2 separate regions of the Mus musculus genome follow, and region 2 is linked to region 1. Evidence: chromatin contacts called from public promoter capture Hi-C data. All regions are on one chromosome and are shown on one strand. Each heading gives the region's core, a stretch centred on a gene start, on an enhancer-like site or on the middle of the called end of the contact. The rest is flanking DNA. Distances are from core to core; before and after follow the strand shown. Region 1 holds the start of Kcnj2 (potassium inwardly-rectifying channel, subfamily J, member 2). Region 2 overlaps 2610035D17Rik (RIKEN cDNA 2610035D17 gene).

Evidence for each region. Promoter capture Hi-C pulls out the DNA fragments that hold promoters and counts their contacts.
Region 2: a contact with region 1 is called in a promoter capture Hi-C map of hippocampal neurons, with 12 times the contacts expected there. The contact joins the enhancer-like site here to the promoter of Kcnj2 in region 1. A contact is called at or near these places in 3 of 39 promoter capture datasets (embryonic stem cells, hippocampal neurons and pre-B cells), 2 of 115 datasets of contacts at active chromatin or transcription factors (astrocytes and forebrain) and 1 of 9 other capture datasets (embryonic stem cells).

Annotation. Positions count from the first base shown.
Region 1 is chr11:111,063,968-111,069,398 of GRCm38.p6, forward strand. Kcnj2 (potassium inwardly-rectifying channel, subfamily J, member 2) reads left to right here and starts at 2,197. Exons shown (of 2, transcript NM_008425.4): 1 at 2,197-2,367.
Region 2 is chr11:113,162,194-113,167,624 of GRCm38.p6, forward strand. All of the region lies in intron 1 of 2610035D17Rik (RIKEN cDNA 2610035D17 gene), which reads right to left. The region is part of intron 1 of LOC115487747 (a long non-coding RNA gene); the gene reads right to left. Among named protein-coding and RNA genes, the nearest start is that of Gm39467, 31 kb to the left of the region's middle. Within about 2 kb of position 3,123, at least 86 of the 459 cell types and tissues checked have an H3K27ac peak or open chromatin away from gene starts, as enhancers often do. A contact at or near this core is called in astrocytes and hippocampal neurons, where this site is marked.

The DNA of each region.
Region 1 (5,431 bases), core at 947-3,446:
TTCTATTCAGACTGGAAAGCTGCTGTAAAAATCTAATTTTCCTGAACTTTTTCCTTCAAGATACCTGCCTTGTGGCCTGTCACAAGGAGAGGGCTAAGAGTAAAGTCTGTGGTAAACAGAAAGACTAGAGTTATTACTTTATCTACCTCTACAGCAAAACTTACACAACCAAACAAAACCATAGGATATTGTGTTCATTTCTTTAATGATCTTCCCGCTCTATGAAGCTGTCTTGGCCTGGTGCTTATTCATTTTACTAAGAGTGAACTATTTAAGTAAAACAACTGTAAACTAGAAAATACTTCCTTTCTCTGGGTAGCTGGGCTATTTCTAACAGAGATCCTAACCTGTGGGGGCAGGGGTGGGGGTGTTCCTATAGTTTGGAAAACTCTTCACCATCTACTTAGGCAGTGAGTCACAACACAGAAGAAAGAAAGGAAGAAAAAAAAATCAATGAGCTGTTAACTCCTTTTCTATGCCTTGGTCAAGGAAGAGTTAACGTTTTCCGTCTCTGGATTCATTTCGCTTCAGGCTACAACCTGGGTTCTAATATAGTCATCTTTGCAGATTTAACCCAAGCTATTTATAAATAATATATGACTTAATATATGATAAAGAAGACTTTCCTTGTGGGAAAAAATATCCCATTATACAAGGGCTTAAATGGCAACCCTCAGTATTGGGGCTTGATGGGGATTCAGCCTCAGCAAATGAAATGCCATTTGGATATCAAAAGAGTCCCAGGGCTTTCATGATCCATTCTGCACCCTCTTAAGTGTATTGCTCATGCTAGGAAAAGAGGCAGGCTTCTTAAGGTAAAATGAAAATCTATGCACATTTCACCAGCACCTCCTAGGGGCCAAGTGCGGATGTGGGACTAGGAGGTGGGTATCCACTCAGCAGCTCAGAACGGCTCCTTTCAACACTCGTACACATAAAAGTGTGCCCTGCTCCTACCACCTAGAACGCGAAATATTTTGTAGAGGTTGTTTGGTGACTCAAGGCAGTCTTTACGGGCTTAAGTTAAAGGTAGGCAGATGCTTTGGGGTGCTTGAAGCATATTCATTAAACCGGACTGCAAAACTCCGTGGAAGATAAAAGACTCCTAAACGCATCATGTCATTTTAAAAGCAAAGCTTCGCTACGATACCAATGTACTCAGAGATAACATGCACCTGCTTTACACACTCAGTGGAGAATTCATTTATAAATTGTCAGGATGCAGGTGCTAACCGAGGCTGGTTTTTGAAGGTCTGCAGTACTCTTGCCTGGTTGCTGGGAAGGAGGACGGGGAGGCGCTGGAGCGAGGGCAGAGCTGAGAGTCTGTAGGAGTTGCTGTTCCAGAGAATTCATTACTCTCTAATTGTTCTGGTTTTACATGAGCAGAGCTTGCCGGGCGGTGGTGGAGAGAAAGATCGAGGGCGAGGGCGGACAAGGCGAAAGGAACCAGCGGCTCCCTCCCTTCCCCCACACATCCCAGAGAAGTCTAGGCGCATTTTTTTTCTTTTTTTTTTTTTTGTAAGTAATTCACCATCATTTGCGAGGAGAAACGGCCCAGTCAGACAAGCAATCGCTAGCACATCTAAATTTTGCAGGGTATTGAGTGCGGGTCCCGGGACCCTTTCCAGGTTTAATTTAAGGATTATCCGCAAGCTGCAGTTGAGTGCTCTGTGGGTTTCCACAGTCTACAGGCTGGAAAAGGGCTGGAGGGAGACGCACCCCAGTGGTTATTTATTCCCTCCCTGCTGTAGACGTCTTTCCCAGGCACTGACACCTCTCGGGCCCTTATACAGGAACACGTACAGCCGGCCTCCACTGTGGAAAGAAACCGGGAAGTGTGGGTCTCACAGAACCCAGTAGGAAGCTTTGCCCAAGGCCAGGCTGCAATTAGGCAGCCGCATGGAGGCTGAGCTTCCCACCTGTTGCTGTACCCTCTGGGCCGCGACTTCCTCCTCCTCAGCCCAGAGCTGGACTCTCAGACCAGGCTAGGCAGCTGGAGGAGGTAGAGGAAGCCACAGCAGGTTCCGAGGCTGGCAGAGCCAGGGTCCGCGGGTGTAGAGATCCTCCTCCTCCTCCTCCTGATGGCGGTTCCCGGGGCGGGGGAAGCGCAGCCACGTGCGCTCCGATTGGCCAACAGTGGGCAGAGGGCGGAGCCAACAAGGCCGGTTATCACAAGGACCGCCTCCAGGCTATCGCAGAGCGCACTGGAGCCCTGGCCAGCGCGCAGCCTTCCCAGCACCGGCAAGCAGTGTCTTGGGAATTCTCACTTGCTTCGGCTCATTCTCTTTCACAAAAACCACTGGATCTTACATGCTTCTGTAATCCCCACTTCCACTCCATGTCCCCATGATCCTGTACCAGCAACAGGTAAGGGCTTCTGTGTTTTCTTCCTGTTCTCTTCTGGGTTGTCTGTGTGTGTCCAGGGCAATGAACTTGCTCCACAGTCCTCTACCCTACAGCTCCGGCTGCTCCGGAGGTGCCCAGTTGTCAGGCTGCTGTTAATGCTTTCCTCCCGCAAGCTTTGGAGTCCCGGCTCATTGCCTATATAGTTTGTGTGCGCACCAGAACATCCTCAGAGCTAAAAATACTGAGACACGCTTGGAAGAGTTGAGCAATAGAAACAGATTTCTCTGCAGCATCTGTTTGTGCTCATAACTTCCAATGCACCAGCTGTAGGGAGATATTGGGTTTAGAGTCAAGCGCGAGCCTGGCGTGGATTCTTCCTCTTATTGCGGGTGAGAGGGAGGAAGAGAAGGAGACTGGGGCTTGATCGGACCAAGAGACTTAGCACTTAATCTAGATCCTTGGTGTTTGGGGAGGGGGAGTCCTTGCTACAGATACAGCACAAAATTCCAGAGTGAGCTTCTCAAGTCTCAAAGTTCCTTTGCTGAGAAAAAAAGGAAAAAAGTAGCAGCCAGAGTTGGATTTTAGCTTCAAGACCGCAAAACTTTCCCATCCGATGTCGGTCTCCCCTAAGTACTTTGCTATTCTTAGTAATAATGGTGTAAATTCCTCATTTGAAGACAGTGTGGTTTAAGGGAAGCAATGATCGAAGCAACTTGATTCAGGGAGGAAAACGACTGCATCATAACTAGTACTCCTATGACAGTTGAGGGAAAAACCAAGTTAGGAAATGGGTAGTCGCACGTCCGTCTGCTTCAGTCTGTCAGTGGAGATTTGGATGAGGTTATCCATTCTAGAGATTTTCACAAACTCCGAAGATACCTGGCAGTAAATAAAGGCATTGCTTGAAAACCTGTTTTGGTTAAGCACAGAAGAGAATTAATATATCTCCTTTAATCATTTGTTGTCTTTTCCTATTAATAATTAATAGGCAGTCGTATTTCCTCTTGGAAACCAGCTCTGTAGGTGCACTGTGAGCTACCATTACACTTGTCTTTCTCTTCTTACCCACATCTAAGGGTTTTATTTTTATTTTCATTACATAGTTGAGTACACACACACACACACACACACACACTCACTTCCCAACGCTCAGGAGAAAAATAGGTTACTTCAAGTATGGTGGGAACAGTGACAGTCAGGGTCAAGGTCATCTCAATTTGTTTTGTGCCTCTCACTTCATATTGTGGTATTTATTTTGTTACATGATTGACAGCTGTAAAGGATCTTGTTTTGCATTTTTGTGAAATTACTTAAACAAACAAACAAGCAAACACAAACAAAGCAGTCAGCCCCTTTCAGACACTCCTTGTAGAAACTCTCTGGCCAGCTGTCTTTCTTTGAATTCTGAGTAGTTTAGAAGCTTGTCCCTCACCCATCTTTACCTGAAGGGTGGTACCATTTCAAAACGTTTAAAAAGATATAAATTCTTGTTTGCTAAACACAAGTTGTCCTTGACATGTACACATGCCTAGAGTTTGCCACAAACATTGCTGTGTCTCAATGTTAGAGGCAACACTCACACAGATATAAATGGGTGTCTCACCCCCCCACCCCCCGCCCCCTGCACTTGTCCTTCCCCCTCCCTTCTGTTTACTGAGCTTCACAGAGGTTGCTCTGCAGCAATAGGAATCACATAGCAACTTGTGCCCAGAGCACTCTGGGGCTGGTCTACATGGCGTCAGCTGGGGAATAGCTGCTCCAAGTACTCATTAGCAGACTTCTTTCGCCCAGCATCTTTTCTTCTGATATTTCCTGTCTTTAGTTAGAAACTTACTTTTTCACTGAGAGTCAATAAGCTTCTTATAGGACATTGTGATTTTCATTTATTCTTCCGAAGTACCTTTATCTGGTTTTCACATGTTCTCTTGGAGGATATATATATATATATATATATCTCCTCCCATTTTTCCCTGCATATTCATCCCTCTACTTCCATCTCTCTCCTCTAAGATCTACCTAAGATTGAGACGCTGAACTATTTTTTCCATTGCTTATGATTAAATTTGGATCTGCCTATAAATAGTCTTAACATGAACAGCAGCACATGTAGCCTCTCAATTTCCCAGAAATGCTTTCAACCTCATTGGCCGTGGTCTGGGTCAAATGATTATTCATGTCCATGGACGATAGATTTGAATCCTTAAATATCTGAGCTTTAAGGTGACTTCTTTACTCTTCACCAAATCCATTATTGGCTCTCTACACGGCCTTCAGGGACGATTATCTGACTATACTATGAGTTAGCTGTTTCTCAGAACATTTTGGGGGATAATATTGCATGGAAATCTTTTTCATAAAAGATTTTCCACGATGTCTTGGTGATTCCCACAGAGGGATGAAAGGGCAAAGGAACTTTCTGCTTGTTTGAAGTCACTGGGACATGTGGATCTGTCAACAACAAAGACAAGTGAACTATAAAGACAGTTAACCTGCCAGACTGTAGCAGGTTCTAGACTTTTGCAATTGAAAGCAGTTCCATAAAAGTGCAATGACATATGACATGTGTGTGCACATATGCACACAGTACTCTGGGGGCATATGTGTTGGACGTAGTGAAATTTTCCATTTCGGGGGAAGAAAAAAGAAAAAAAAACCAGTTTTTTCCCTTTCCAGGAAGCACTTTTAAGACCTGAAAATGATGCTGTAAGCATGTGGAACCCATTCTGCCATTAGCAATGGAAAGGAGACAACAACAGCCCCCTCAGTACATGCTATTTGAAAGGTTCCAAGTGGGGGAAGCTATTCATAGCAAACAGCTATTGTGTGATTTGTGGAATTCAAACAGATGTCCTAGGGTTGAGATTTTGGAAAGTCTTAATTGGGCCTGTAGAGGTCATAGAGTCATAAGGTTCTCCTGTGGAAAGGGACAGTAGTCAGCCTGAAGAAATCTGAGAGTTAGTGCATGGCCCCGAATGTTAAGGCAGGGAAAGGCTTCTTTTGAAGGTGCAAAGGGAATTCATTGGTGATAGTTTACAGTAAAATATTTTAAAGTCAATCGTAGCTCAGATACATTCTTTGAAGGGAC
Region 2 (5,431 bases), core at 1,873-4,372, 2.1 Mb after region 1:
CAAGTGTGTATGTCATTAAGAATAGACCATAGGGCTGGAGGGATGGCTTAGCCACTAGAGGTTAGACTCACAATCAAAACTATAAAATAGACCACTCTCTCCCGTGCTTTGTCAAACAGTGCAAAAGAGACAGCCTTGGTTAGCAAGTCCTGCAGGAGTGGCGGCCAGTGGAGAGACTCAGACAGCTGTGGTTGACAGCAGTCTACCAAAAGCCCCTCCCCTTGGACACCTGACCCAGAAGAGGGCAAATGTGGTCACCAAGCTTCCAAAGCCGGTCCCTCAGACTGTGGGGCTGTGGAGCTGTGGGGCTGCTTCCTCTCATGGCCCACCCATAGCTGTCACTCAGTACCATCTTCACCCTTCCCAAGTGGAAGGGGCTGAGTCATTCGTGTTCCCCTGATGGATGGCACTTCAGACTGAAGCTCATTCACACCCAAGTGTCACCTCAGGCATTGCCCTGTGAAGCCTCTCCAATGAAAGGACTTTTTCTTCTTGAAAGACATCTGGGGAGCCTCAGCAGACAAGCGCTGTCAGGCGGGATGCCCCAGAAGCTACCCAAGACCTGCATCTGCCCTGGCCTGACCTGGCGGCTGCCTCTTCTCCTCCCCACAGCTCCACCTGCCTAGAAAAGTTCTCTACCCTCTGCCTGGTTACATCTCCTAGCTTCCAATTCCCAGAATAAGGCTTGTAAACACACACACACACACACACACACACACAGAGTCAGAGAGAGAAAGAGACACAGATACAGACAATCTCTCTCTATCTCTCTCTCTCTCTCTCTCTCACACACACACACACACACACATGCAAACCACCCACAAAACATACATGTACCTGAAAATAATGGTATTCACTAGCACAGGTAAGACACAGTAGAACACACACACACACACAGAGCACATGTCACCTTGGCAGGGCATATATCCCAAACTGAGGTTTCCTTGATGAATGCCCCTGAACTTCCTCTGTCCAAACCTCCAGGGTAGCTTCTCGCACAGAGTCTGAGTGGGAAGAGCCACCCATGACCAGAGGAGAAAGCCACAAGGCTCCGACTCAGACCACACGAGGTAGGGTAGCATGAGGAAGGCAATGGAGGCCTTGCAGCAGGGCCTCGAGTCTGGCTCTCAGATGTCACATCTGCTTGATCAGGCAGAGAGCTGTCGGTCAGGGCCTCAGTGTCACAGGCATCCAGAGGTGACCACAAGGGAGTTGCTGGGGTCTTGGGAGGACTAAACAGCAAGACCGAAGCAAAGCTCTTATCTCACAGGAAGCACTTCTGTAACCAATGGTCTTTTAGGAAACTCCGTCCCGTAGACAAAAACCAACTCAAGATGGATTCCAGAACTCTAATATAGGGAAGAGACTGGCCACCAACTCCATGCTCTTCACACACACCCTGTAACTGAAATGGATGTATTCCATCTTGAAACCTGAACTGTGAGTGTCTGTGAGTTCCTGTCTTGGTAATCAAGAGCTCTGCATGGCTGAAGAGCCACATTCGCACAGAGCTGCTCGGGGCCGTGTGGACACAGCGGACACGCTGGGCTTTCCTGGGCTATCATGGGGGTCCACGTGCTGCAGTGACTGATGGTGGGTCTCCTTTCCGTTCCTGCCTCTCTTTCCGTGGTCTCCTTTCTCTTTTTTGAGAAGCCACACAACTCCTGAGCCTCTGTGAGGCACCAGATAGTACACTTGCAGGTGAGTGAGCCTTAGGATAGCGTAAGAATAAAAGTACAAATTGTCCTTTGCCAGGCGACAGGGGGCCCTCTGGCCCAGGGGAAGCTGGGAGTTAGCCTGCTTGGCTAGGACAGCTTCTCCAGGTTCCTCCTTTCCCACTGCCCTCCCCAGCTGGGGTGGGGTCACAACCTCCCTTAGCCCTGCCTGCCTCTGGACAAGTCTAGCTCAGGCCCCACACTGTGCCTGGCCCTAGGGGCAGGCAGATCTAGGAGGAGCAGCCCAGCCCCCAGCCCCCACCCCCACCCCCACCAGCCGGCTGCATTTGTTCCAGGGGGGCAAGGGTCTGGTGCAGTGACCCCTGGGACTCGCCTCTCAGTCACTGGCCCAGGCAGCTGGGAAAGGCTCTGACCTCCACAGAGACAGAGGGCTTCTGGGAGAGGAGCCCCAGAAGAGAGGCCTGAACTCAGAACCTACTCTGTTTTCCTGAGAACAGTCCTGGTCTTAAATGGAGCTACAAAAAGGAAAGCACTTCCAATCAGGAGCTTAGCTCTTCATTTGGCTTTCCCTGTAAGAGACAATCTTATCACCTTCTTCCAAACGCCCCCCGCCCCCCTCCCCCCCCCCCAAACCATAGCTTCAGTGAGACCCGGGTGACCCAAACCCCTGCCTCTGCGTACAGAAACCCCAAAGAAGGACGTGCTTTTAAAACAACATCTACAAACAAGCTTGTGAGGAAACCCCTTGGCTCCGCAGTGAGTGGGTGTGCACTGAAAACGGAATGAATGAAGTGACCCTGCTCAGGGGTGGAAGGGGTACACATTTGTGCAACCAGAATAGACCTCGGAGAGAACTATTTCTAAGGCAAACTCACGGAGGCTCTTTGTTTTCGGTCGCCCCTTGAAGGGTTTGACACAGAATGACTGCAAAGCTCATCTAGGAAAGAGTTTCCAATCTCTCCTCCTTCCTCCTCTTCTTCCCCCGCCCCCCCCTTCTCCTCCTTCTCCTCCTCCTCTTCCTCTTCTTCCTCCTCTTCCTACCCTTCTTCCATTCTGTGTTTAGCTAGCTTTCTCTCCTAAGTACAAACTCTAGACAAGAGTTCAGACTAGCTATCACTTCTGCCCCAAAGACAGTGATCACCACCAGGTCAGGATGCAGATGGCTCTAAACCGTTCTTTAGCACACTAGGGCGTCTGACCCGCTGCTGGGGAAGCTGCAGGAACACACAGCACAGAACACAATACCAACACCCCAAACTTCCTTCGCTGCAGGAGAAACTAGCTCTGAGCTCTGCATTTGTGCTCAAGCAGAACGGGCAGGCGTCAGGCGCTGCGCCCCACCAGCAGCCAGGGCACAGTCGGGCGCCTGGATGACCACTGCAGCTCAGCCAGGGGCCCGGAGGAGAAAGCAGGCACACGGTGGAGCCACAGCGCCATCAAGTGGTCAGTTTGCGAATGGTCGCGAGACGCATGCCCTGAGCTCAGGGACAATGTCCAGGGTTCCCAGTGTCAACTGTCCCTGGAGAAAACAGGGCTGCCAAGCCTTCATTCCAGGACGTGGGGCAGGAGCCTACAGCCGGACACCATCTGTCAAGGCATGCGACACCCTCCAGGGCTGACCTGGAATCTGCCCTGGAGGATGTTCGGAGACCCTGTTCCAACTCTGAGAGAGGTCATAACCCAGGCACCGCCCTCTCCTCTAGCAATGTGCTCAGAGCCTACAGGTTTCTCAAGAGCTATGGGGCAGAGAGGGCACCACCTGAGTAGCAGGCCTATCAGCCTGCCTGAATTATGCAGGGATGGGGCAACAGAGAGACAGCAAGGCAGCTGCGAGTCCAGGCTGTGGGAAGGAATGGAGCCTCCGAGTGGGAGTTGCCGCCTGCAGCCCTGACAGGCCATGGCTTTAACACTCCCTTCTGGAACTCAGCATTTAATTCCAAGTGCCTCCTGGGACAGATCTGGTCCTTGGAGTCAAATTACAGTCCAAGAAGGACTCAAAACACAAAAATAAAAACACATACTTTGCAAATAGAGGAGTGTTCCAGACCAGTGTATATCTGAAGACCTAATTATATTATTTTCCTGCACATTTATAACTATGATAGAATTTAGTATGAAAAGCAAATTAAGAGATTATCAATAACTATTAAACAACCAGAATAATTATAACAATACACTGGGGGGGGGGTGTTAAAAAAATCACTCAATATTTACAAATTCTTTATTTCTGAAATTTTCTACTTAATATATTCTGATACCGTTTCCAGCAGAAAATAGAGTTGCAGACATGAGAGGGGGCAGTGCTGTGTAAAGGCGGACAGAACAGTGGGGCGCCCTCTGTCCTAGTGCTGGCTCTGCACATGCAATCTCTGTCCTAGTGCTGGCTCCACTGCACACAGGACCTTGTTCAGCTTTCACCACAACCTTAGGAGATGGGTTCTTTTTATGATCTTTTTCTATAGGAAAGGCAGAACCCAGAAATGAAACACCCTACCCCTAGCTGCCCATTGGAGAGGGACAAAGCCAGGCCTGGATTCCAACACTGGCTTCCTGCCTCCAGACGCCATCCTCCCTCCCTCCCTCCCTCCCTCCCTCCCTCCCTCCTTTCTCTCCCTCCAGGGGGAACAAGGTTTTATCAGACAGAGATGTGCACATTTTTCAAGAGGGAGGGGCATCTTTGCAGACAGAGCTGGCTAGAAATGCCTAGCTAGGTTTGGGCATGAGAGATTGTGCAGGTGAGGGGCTGAGGCCTTCAGGGTGGACCCTGCCCTTTCTAGCTTCACTCCCACACCAATCTTAGGCCTCCCTCCCGGAAGCACCTTCTGCATGGGCCCCTCCCTGCTCTGGCTTCTGCAATTGACTTCCAGGCCAGCGTGCCCAGCTCGCCCTTGGAGCTGCCAGGACTCAAGGTTATTCAATGACACCCCAACTGCCAGATACAAAGAAACTGTTCTCAACCCTCCCTCCCCTGGAGGCTCATAGCTCTGACATTCCCACTTGCAGAAACACACTTGCATGCTTGTGCGAGTGTATACATGTGTTGGGGGGGGGGCGTGTGTGCCTGCGTGTGTGCCTGCGTGTGTGGAGGACAGAAGTCCACTTTGGGCATTTTCTTCTGCTGATCTCTGCCTTGGTTCTTGAGATAAGGGTCTCTTAGTAAACCAGCAGGCTCACCGATTTTCCTAGGCTGGCTGGCCAGTGAGCTCGTTGTGTGTGTGTGTGTGTGTGTGTGTGTGTGTGTGTGTGTGTGTGTGTGATGTGTCCAGTCTCTGCCTCCCCAGTGCTGGTATTACAGCAGCCAAGAGCATAACCCTGCCTTGCCTGGCTTTTAAGCAGATCTTAGGGCTCTGGCTGGGTCCTCCTGCCTCCAGAGCCAACACTTTACCCACCGAGCCATCTCCCAGAAACAGCTGTTCTCGGAAGCCTCGGAACACAGCGACATAACATTTCCTTGTCTCCTTCTCACTTTTGTGGATGCTCTATGCTCACAAGTCACCTGCTTCATAAACTGCCAGTGCGCAGCAGGGAAGTCAGACCACGGTGACAAAGACAGCTACAGGCTGGGCTTCATCCGAGCCCTCATGAAGTATCACATGAGCGTCTGCTGTCTAGACACCCTCTCTGGCTTCTCCACATAATGGGGACCACTCAGCAGGACGAAGCTGAGGGACCGAAGCTGAGGGACGTGTAATGTCAAGGTTTAGCGGGATGCTGGTGCAGAACAGGGCTCCCAACGGCTGCCTTATCAGGCCCCG